Linked DNA regions of Mus musculus: region 2 is linked to region 1. A link is a contact called in public Hi-C data. All regions are on one chromosome and are shown on one strand. Each heading gives the region's core, a stretch centred on a gene start, on an enhancer-like site or on the middle of the called end of the contact. The rest is flanking DNA. Distances are from core to core; before and after follow the strand shown.

Region 1 (4,786 bases), core at 1,036-3,535:
GGCTGGCCTCGAACTCAGAAATCCTCCTGCCTCTGCCTCCCAAGTACTGGGATTTAAGGTGTGCGTTACCACTGACCGGCAGGACTTCTTTTTAGTTCCAATAACTCAATTACAGCTATGTCTTGCTAACTTATGCTTTTGCAGATTCACTTTCCTTTAGTGCAGCAAACACACACAATCCAACAAGTATACATATGTGTGTATGTATATCTGTATGTATGAATGTATATGTATATAAAATGTTCCAAGCCAGGTCTGAGAGAAGTCTTAAGTGCTCCCTGAAGGACTCCCCAGTCTCACACACACATGCATGTATATTCACCCAGTGTGGGCTTTTAAAAGTATTTTGAGAAAGGCATAAGAGTGAAGAGATTCCAAGGAGGAAGAATTCATTCTTGGTTCAACAATGGGAACATAAAAGAAGGGTGATAAGGCAATAGGACCAAAATGATGGAAATCTATTGAACACCCATCTTTTAGTGAATATATCCAAGCTGTAATGCTTCCTTGGAGGACCTTAGTAAAGATCTAAGACAGTGGTTCTCAACCTGTGGGTCATGACTCTTTTGGAGGTAGACAACCTTTTCATAGGAGTCCTCTAAGATCACCAGAAAGCACAAATATTAACATTATGGTTAATAAGAGCAAAATTACAATTATGAAGTAGCAATGAAAATAATTCTATGGTTGGGGTCATCACACATGAGGAACTATATTAAAGGGTCTAATATAGTGTTAGGAAAGTTGAGAACCACTAGTCTAAGATCTTTTCTTCATGCTGCCTTCTCTCATTCTAAATGTTCTTTTTATGCCAGCCATATACTTAGGCTTCCGCATTTAAAGGTTTTATAAACCTTCCACTGGTTCTGGTCTCCATGGGAGGTTTTTCTGGGGCCTTTGTTTAGCTTGTGGTATATTCTGGGTTTCTCTATCACTCATTTATGTATTCTCTTTGGCTAGTGAAAGATACTGTTCTCAGCTCTAATCTTTCAACCATGCAGATGTTTTAATATTTGATCTCTCTGCTCCAGCATAATAATGAACAAAGCTCTGAACAAGGCTGCAAATGCTCCAGGGACTTGGCTTTAGTCTCTTTATTTTCTATCTACTTTTCTACTTTCTCTGAATCTTATTTCCATGAGACAATGTATGCACTCGAGTAAACTCGTGGAGTTTCTGTTCAGTTGCATATCAACAAACAAAAACTCCTATTTTTCCATTAGTTCTTATTTCCTCTACGAGTCCTCAGGCAGAGCTCATTTGCCCACCTATTCATTGAACACATGGAGAATTAGAACGCAAAGTCAAGTGAAACACAGTTTTACACAGCCTTGGGAGAGATTCTGGTTTGGTAGAAATGAGGGCAAATTACTGCATTTGTCGTTATTTTTGTTGTTTTATTATATTTTATTATAGTTTTAGATATCTGATATGCTAATACCAGAAATTCATAGACTGTTCTGGGAGCCTGGGGGGGGGGGTCATCTAACCAAGCCAGGAGTGCCAGAGACAACTTTGCAGAAAGTCTAGCTGGATTTTGAGGAAGGCCTAGAACTGATATCAAGAAAGGAGCTGAAGGGAAGAGGGAGGGAAATAGAGTATTGGAGGCACAGAATTATTCATGCACATGTTAATCTCAGAAGGCCTGAGCAGTTTTACTCAGGTCTTTGTAACCTCAGACTTCGGAGCTCACCCGCTGTGAGGTCAGGTCTTAGCTCTAGGACAGAGGGCAGGTCACAGAAGCTCACTGTGCTTTTGTCTCCTCATCCAGAGCGTGAGAAACTAGCAACTTGTGCTCAAGAATCGCCAAGCAGATGAAATGAGATAGTGTGTGCAAAGCTGTTAGCAGCTGCCAGGCGCCAGAGTAAGCATGATGCAGTGCAACACAAGAGAACTGGCACGATGTGGAGTGGAGAGGAAGGGAGCAGCCTAACGACCATTGTGTCCAATGAAGGAGTCTAACTTAACTGAGGACCATGGAAGAGCTCTGAGATTCCCGTACAGAGAAATCACTGGTAGCTCACTGGAGGATGTATATAGTGGACTGCAGTTCAAAGGCCTAGGGTGTCTTTTGAATGAGTCTTTGCTGGGCTAGTGGCAGAAAAACTAAAAGAAAAAGGTGCATATAAGTGACACTAAGGTCAAGTCAATGACATATGGATTCAGTCCTGGTCTCTGCTGACTTCAGGCTCGTTAGGGGATTTTGGAAACTGTAGTAACATGTAGTATTCACATAAAAGTTCCACACTTGCCTCTGCTCCCGTGAGAAAGAATGTGCATTCCAGTCTCTGTAGTAATCATAAATTGTCTTTGCCTGGGATCTGAATATGAGTGACTATTCTTTTCCTGAGACTCATTGTTATATTCCTTTGTCTCCTAAGCAAATCATCTTCTTTGGATTGGCAAATAGCTTTCCAGGTGCATTTCTTCCAGCCAGCAATAGCCTTCAAGGGATCCAAAGAAGACTGGCCCCACTGAAAATTAGGTCAAACTGCACACAGGGTTTGTCCTGCTCAGCTTGAAGGAGCTTCTTAGAATTAGGATGTCTGTGTGTGCTGTGTGAAATGTGGATTTAAACAGGGACATCTGGAAAAGGAAGGTTGCCTGGGGGTGGGCGGATCTTACAGAAACAGACGTGTTAGTGAGGCTAGAGGATGCTCATTTCAGCCAGAGTCACATGTCCATAGTGACTAAGAGAAGAATCACAAGTGCCTTTATATCTCTTAGATTGTCCAAGCATACCAGAAGAGAGCCCCAGAGCTGAGGATAGCAATTCTCAGTGGTTGAAGGGTCTCCCAGTAGTCACCCCTCTTATGGAGCTGAGGCAGTCATTTAGAAGTCGTGTGCCAGAAAAGGAAGTATCCCTAACTTTAAAGTAGCAGGCATGGTAGAGGAAAAAGAAAAAGGAAGAGTCTTTTCAGTACTGTTGTGACTAGCTCCCTTTCTCCATGCCCCACCCCTCCCCTGAACACGAAGCAGGAACAACCTCTAGAGGAACCAGGGCCCAGCATTCGGAACTTGGATTTCTGGCCCAAACTTATCACACTCATTGTTTCGATCATAGAGGAGGATAAGAATTCCTACACACCTGTTCTGAGCCAGTGAGTATCACCCTACTTGGCTCTGTCTGGTTGGGGATTGGTCTGTCCATCTAACAGTCTCTCTCTTTCCTATCTCTGTATGTTTGCAGTGCCACCTCTTCCAACTGTCCGTCCATCTGTCCCTCTGTCCCTTGTATCTGTCTGGGTAACTGTTTCTGGAGACAGGTGTGGAAACATAAGGGGGGGCCCTATACAGGATGGGATAGCCTCCCCAGAGAGAAAGGCTTCTGGGACTGTAACTGTTAGGGGAGCCCCAGGGGACCCAGAGACTGTGTGTGCATGTGCCCGTCCACAATGAAAAAAAGCTGGCCTCTTAAGGCCCACCCCTGCTCTTTCTCCTGCAGCTTATCTATCCTGAGCCTGTCCTTCAGCCTCAACCCTCCTCAGGGATTCAATGCCTTGTCTGTACCTTCTGGGCATTCTGTCCTTTGGGTTCATCTTAGCTAATATGGTCCCCCTCTCCGTCATTTATTCTCCCATTAGTCCCTGGGCCCCTTTTCTCCAGACTCAGTCTAGTCCTGTTCCCTAGGACTCAACTCCTCTTCATTATGTCTTGTGAGAACTAGGTACCTTGGGATAAATAAAACCAAATAGCTCTTGCCTTGATGTTTACCATGTTTTTTTCCATCTCTCAGGTTTCCTCAGGAGTTGAACGTAGGAAAAGTCAGTGCAGAAGTGATGTGGCATCTGTTTGCTCAAGACATGAAATATGCACTGGAGGGTAAGGGTCTGCCAGACTCCATCTACCTCATAAGCTCTTTCTTTCCTTTACCACACAACTTCAAGTTCTTGGTAAACAGTATAGTAAGCAAGTAGAGGGCTTCTAGCCATGGAGGCAGGTAAGCTATGGGAGGCATAGGACAGACAAAGCTGTAGCCTAAGGAGCCATGTAAGGACAGTGGGTGTGCAGGTGTGGGTTTCTCCTTCTAGCTTTATAACAAGTACCTATGCAGGGCCTTTCCAGCCCAGAAAGCAGCTTTACCCATGGTGAAGGGTTTCTGAATAGTGGCTTGCTTCCAAGAGTTATCTTTAAAGTTTGAAGAACAAGAGAAGCTTAAATACTTAGAGATGTCATTATTTTCTTATATTTCTGGCCTGGCTTTCTTTGAAACCTGCTCAGAAGGCTACTTCCCTCAGCCCATAGAGCAGAGCCAGATAATTCTCTTCACTTTGTTCATTCAGCTTATTCTGTTTTCCATTTCTCACCCTCACAAAGATATCCCTCTCCGTCTATGTCTATACCCGTCTGCGCACCAGTCTAGCCGCTGTTCCATCTGCTATATATGTTAGTGTAGCTCCTCAGTCTTGGAAAGTGGGTCTGAAGGAAAAGGAGGCACATGGGACAAGCTCAGGGCAAAGTCTGTGCTCCACTTGGGTGGAGGGAAGACATGGATCACTCTCAGACTCTTAAGCCTGTGAGGTTTAGAATCAGAATTCTTGAGGTTCAAAGACACTTTGAAGGTCTGTGCTAAGTTGTTATAGCCAGACCACATGTGGATTTACATTATGTAAGTCAGCCTCCGAGCAGTGGCTGAGTCTTGCTTACTTTGGGCAATGTAATACACACATTTATACAGGTTTTGCCTGACATCCCTGCCTTGGTGAGACAGCACTCACCAAACCTGATGGGAAGTTTGGTGTCAGTTCTCAATGAACAATTGTGGTGGGCTTAACAGAAAAAGTAA
Region 2 (4,786 bases), core at 777-3,276, 170 kb after region 1:
AGCTGGGTGACCTGAGTTCAATCCTTAGAATTTACATGAAAGGACAGGACCCACCCTGCACAGTTGTCCTCTGACTCCCACACCTGTACGTGCACACACACAATGATCATTAAAATACATATTTCAGCCAGGCTCGGTAGCACACACCTTTAATCCCAGCACTCATGAGGCAAAGAGGCCTGGTAGACTTTTGTGATTTTTGAGGACAGCTTGTTCTACATAGCAAGTTCCAGACCAGCCAGGTCTATATTGTCTCAAAATGTTTAAATATTTTAAAGGGGGTCTGGAGAGGTGGCTTGGTGATTAAAGCACCTTGCCAGGTATCACAGTCACCACCCTCGAAACTGCAGATGCCACCAATACCTGGTAGCTGTGCAGCCTACCCATAATTCCAGGCTCAGGAGACAGAGACGGATGCCCAGAGCATGCTACAAAGACTGACCAGATCCAAGAGCTCTGGGTCTGAGGTAGATGGGTGATCAAGGATGAGTCTCAGTATCAACTTGGGGGCCTCCACAAATACTCACATGCATGCAAACGTGTGTACACACACAGAGACACCACATATCCAAGATAATGGAACAAAAGAAAAGGAGAGGAAAGAGGAAGAGACAGAGGAGAGAGCCAGCAGCCACTGAAGTGTTTTCACTAGACTCAAAAATTTAAAGAGCTTTTGATATTTTTAAAAATGTAAGCATTTTTCTTGGGTCAGCGAGATGGTTCAGCCAGTAAAGGCGTTTGCCAATAGGCTCTTTGATCCTAGAGTCTAAATGGGGGAAGGAAAAAATTAACCCATGATTTCCGCATGCCTCTTCCCATACACACACACGAAATAAGGTTTACTTTTTTTTTTAAACTATTTTGAAGCAGGGTCTTATGAATCCCAGGTTATCGTCAAACTGTGTAGCCAAGGACGACCTTGAGGCCGCTGCCTCTGCCTCCTGCTGGGACTACAGGAATGAACCTCTGGGTACGCTCAGCCCTTCGGACTGACCGGGCTTAGTACTGCCTTACTGGGCAGGCTCTCTACCAGAAGCGCTTCCTCCCCAGTCCCAGTGGGACTTCTCCGTCAGGGCAGCCTCCAGTGACGCTGTCACCCTCTTTCCCCTGATCCTGTGCACTCTTTTTAAAGCCAACAAATGAGTTGACAGTTGGTTGAATTTATGGATAGCCAAGGAAGAACCAGTTTGGACAGGACTGGAAGAAGCTGAGGCTCCTCCTGAGAACCTGAGCAGCAGGGTCGGCGGTTGAGAAAAGGGATCTTGCCAAATCTTGATAGAGCAAAATTAATCAGACCGAGGCCAGAGTGAAATTCGATTTGTAAAGTGTCCTTGAGTTGATTTGGGGCGAATAACAGATTGCAAAATGTGCATCAACCATTCCCAAATCCATGCCCAGAGGTAGATTCCAGCGGGGGTGGGGGGTTGCTTCCTTCCTTTGAACACAGAGCACTGACTGGCTGCCCCTGGGACTCTGGATGCTACCTTGTAAGAAGGAACCCAGGAACTGGGGCTGCTTCCCAGGTACACAGCACATGTGATCTTTATTCTCTGAGCAACAACCACAGATAAATTCATTTTTTCAAGAAAATCAGATTTATATAAGGTGATTTGAGGCAGAGGAGACTAGACTGAATCAGAAGTAGAGAGTCGTTCATTTAACTGTTCGGTTCCTGAGATGCGCCCAGACCCTAGAGACACAGCGACTGAGAGGATTTGGTCCCGACTTTTCTGGAAATCCTGTGAAGAGTAACAGGCAGCAAACACGTTAGAAAATTCTTCCCGACACTTTACAAAAAGGAAATGAAACTGGGTGAGAGGGCTGAGCAGGAAGGGACTGATGAAATCTCAGGCAGATCACAGCAGGGACGAGGCCCCAGGGCGTTAGTGACTAGGTATGATTAAGGACTGAGTGGTGGAGGTGTGTTGAGCACATCAAGGAAGACAGGCTGTCCTCTGAGAACTGGGGATGTCAGGGAGCATGAGTGAACACTTCTCTATGAGCCTGTGTACGCATCCCTCATGACTCCATGACGTGAGTAAGAAAGATGGCCCAGCAAACCCAGCCTGACATCACTGTGTGTGTAATGTGATGTGGTCAAGAACTTTGGCCCCAGAAGCCGACTCTGGTTTGGGCAACATTCTGTGCTCTGCTATTTCCCAGCTGAGTGACCTTAACTTGAGACAACAACTTAACTTAAATTTCCCTGATCTGTGTGTAGCAAGGTGGCTCAGACTTGTAACAAAGCCAGCACTTAGAAGCTGTGGCAGGAGCAGTCTTAGCCACGCAGCAAGTTCAAAGTCACTCTGAACTACATGAGACTCTGTCTCAAAAAACAAACACAAATAAGTTTCTTGATCTGTGGAGAAATGAATTCCTCCTGCTTCTTGTTGAGCCACGCCCAGGGCTTTAGGCCCTAGAAGAGTGTGTGGCGCCACCTTGTGTTCATTTAGATAGCTGCAGCATGAACGGTGTTTTATTGAGATAACAGTTCATTAACAAATACCGTGGCACCCTGCATTGTTCTGGACCTCAGTTTAGTTCTGGGACCTGTGATTTAAGGAACACTGACCTGAAACGTGGCTGGGAAAAAAATCCCAAGAGTTGGAAAATATCCCTCTTCAAAGAGAGCAGAGGTAGATTTTGAAGTTCTTAGGAGGGGATCATGGGAGAGATCAGGATTGGGAGCACATACAGGGAGCCGGGCAGTGGTGGCGCACGCCTTTAATCCCAGCACTTGGAAGGCAGAGGCAGGTGGATTTCTAAGTTCGAGGCCAGCCTGGGCTACAAAGTGAGTTCCAGGACAGCCAGGGCTACACAGAGAAACCCTGTCTCAAAAAACAAAATGAAGTTTGGCCGATTTGGCTACAAGTAAATACTTACTTGTCTTACTGCTGAATTTGCTCAAAATCGGAGTGGAGTGTGTGAGTGGAGACAGGGTGGTGGATGGGTAGAGAGAACTTGAAGTCAGCGACATCTTGGCACTGACTCTGACAGAAATGGAAGGTATCAGGAAAACCCGCGCAGAGCCCGTAGATGAAAAGAGTGTAGAAGCTTCCGGCGACACGGTTTAGGAACAATGTTTCTAGCCAGGCTGTTTTCGTTTAAAACGAAAGCAAAGCCCTTTCCACAGCAGGATGGTCAAGGGGAGCTAGATGCTGTGGGCCTGGGAGCCATCTGTGTGAAAGTCTGAAACACAGCTACCTTTGCCAGGGAGCACTTGCTCAGTGAGGTGAGCACGGAGCCTCCAAACATGCCTTGACACCTGCAGAGTTGAGAAAGTGGAGAGGCAGAAGGCATTCCCGGTCATAAAAAGCGCAGGGCAGGCTTACAGGGAGGAGCAGCGTCCCCTCCGCAAAGGAGGAACCTGCCTGTCCCTGTTCAGGGCCTGTAGCCCAGGCTAGCCCATTATCCCCATTGGGTATCACCGATCCTTGTGATTCTTCCTCCCGCTTGGGTTTCAGTGTCTCTCTGATTCAGTCCTTCTCCATCGCTGTTGCTACAGGGGGTGGCACCGAAAGCCGACCCGTCCTTCGCTACAGCAAGGAACAGAGGCCGACCACCCTACCGATCCAGCCGTTCGTGTTCCAACATCACTTCCCCAAGCAGCTGGCCAAGGCCCGGGCCCTGCACAGCCTCTCCCAGCTCTACAGCCTCTCTATGCCCTGCAGCCGCGCACAGCAGCCCGCCCCGCTGGTTATCTCTACTGCTCAAGGCCCAGCCCCAGCTCCCTCAGGAGAGCCGCAGCCATTCACATCGCAGGCCTCTGGCAGAGGCGCCAGAAACGCTGGGCCTGAACCAGAGACCTCGCGGCCATCGCCCCTGGGAAGCTACTCCCCAGTCCGGAGTGCCGGCCCCTTTGGGTCTAGCACCGACTCCTCTGCCTCTACCTCCTGCTCCCCGCCTCCAGAGCAGGGCACAGCAGCCGACAGTGTATCACCATGGAGCCATACCTGCCCTCCTACTGTGCGCCCTGCCACATCCCAGCAGCCACCGAAGGAGGACCAGAAGATTCCGACCTTGGCTGAGTACAGGCTTCATGGCACAGGAAGTTTACCCCCTCTGGGCTCCTGGAGATCTGGCTTCACCCGGGCAGAGAGTCTGGTTCGAGGAGGTGGCGAGGGCAGCATGGCCAACAGGCCCAACAATGGTACGAGCTTCATTCCAAGCAAGCCTACATCTCTTTTGGGTGGGTTCTTAACGCTCTCAGTGGGGGTCACGTCCACAGTGGCTGGAGGTGATTGACATGTTGGCCTAGCCCTAGCATTTTACACGGCCGCCTGGTAGCCATGAAATACTGGCTCCTTCTAACTATTTTCTCTCTCCTGCTTCCACTTCCAGCCAACCACCTGTCCCCTCAGGCCCTCAAGTGGCGGGAATACAGGAGGAAGAACCCATTAGGGCCACCTGGTTTGTCAGGAAGCCTAGATCGAAGGCCACCGGAAGCTCGGCTGGCCCGCAGGAACCCCATCTTTGAGTTCCCTGGTTCTTTCGGCACAACCAGCCATCTGAATTGCCGGCTGAATGGTACGTGACCAAGGTCCCCTGGTTGTACTCAGAGCAAGCTGAGAAGGGCCTGGCCAAGAGCTTCTCGGGATTTCTTTTTTTCTTCTTTCTAGGTCAGATTTCAAAGCCACTGTCGCTGACCTGTCCTGACCTGCAGGACCCCTTCTCCTTAACCGAGAAGCCTCCCGCTGAGTTCTGTCTGTCTCCCGATGGCAACTCGGAGGCCATATCCATCGACATACTTCAGAAAAAAGGTACATGGCCACACCCAGCCTGGTCC

Evidence for each region. Hi-C and Micro-C count contacts between places; a contact is called where the count stands out from the background.
Region 2: a Hi-C map of muscle stem cells shows a contact between it and region 1, with 3 times the contacts expected there. The contact joins two enhancer-like sites. A contact is called at or near these places in 13 of 39 promoter capture datasets (3T3-L1-derived adipocytes, the C10 cell line, the HPC-7 cell line and 9 more), 10 of 484 Hi-C or Micro-C datasets (the G1E-ER4 cell line, brain, embryonic fibroblasts and 7 more), 7 of 115 datasets of contacts at active chromatin or transcription factors (craniofacial prominence, embryonic basal ganglia, embryonic stem cells and 2 more) and 4 of 9 other capture datasets (adipose tissue, embryonic stem cells, liver and 1 more).

Annotation. Positions count from the first base shown.
Region 1 is chr4:43,246,481-43,251,266 of GRCm38.p6, forward strand. Unc13b (unc-13 homolog B) reads left to right here. Exons shown (of 40, transcript NM_001384106.1): 25 at 2,977-3,101; 26 at 3,737-3,822. Among named protein-coding and RNA genes, the nearest start is that of Atp8b5, 18 kb to the right of the region's middle. Within about 2 kb of position 2,286, at least 17 of the 459 cell types and tissues checked have an H3K27ac peak or open chromatin away from gene starts, as enhancers often do. A contact at or near this core is called in muscle stem cells, where this site is marked.
Region 2 is chr4:43,418,100-43,422,885 of GRCm38.p6, forward strand. It overlaps Rusc2 (RUN and SH3 domain containing 2), which reads left to right. Exons shown (of 12, transcript NM_199057.3): 3 at 3,506-4,150; 4 at 4,342-4,527; 5 at 4,620-4,760. Among named protein-coding and RNA genes, the nearest start is that of Fam166b, 8.6 kb to the right of the region's middle. Within about 2 kb of position 2,027, at least 131 of the 459 cell types and tissues checked have an H3K27ac peak or open chromatin away from gene starts, as enhancers often do. A contact at or near this core is called in muscle stem cells, where this site is marked.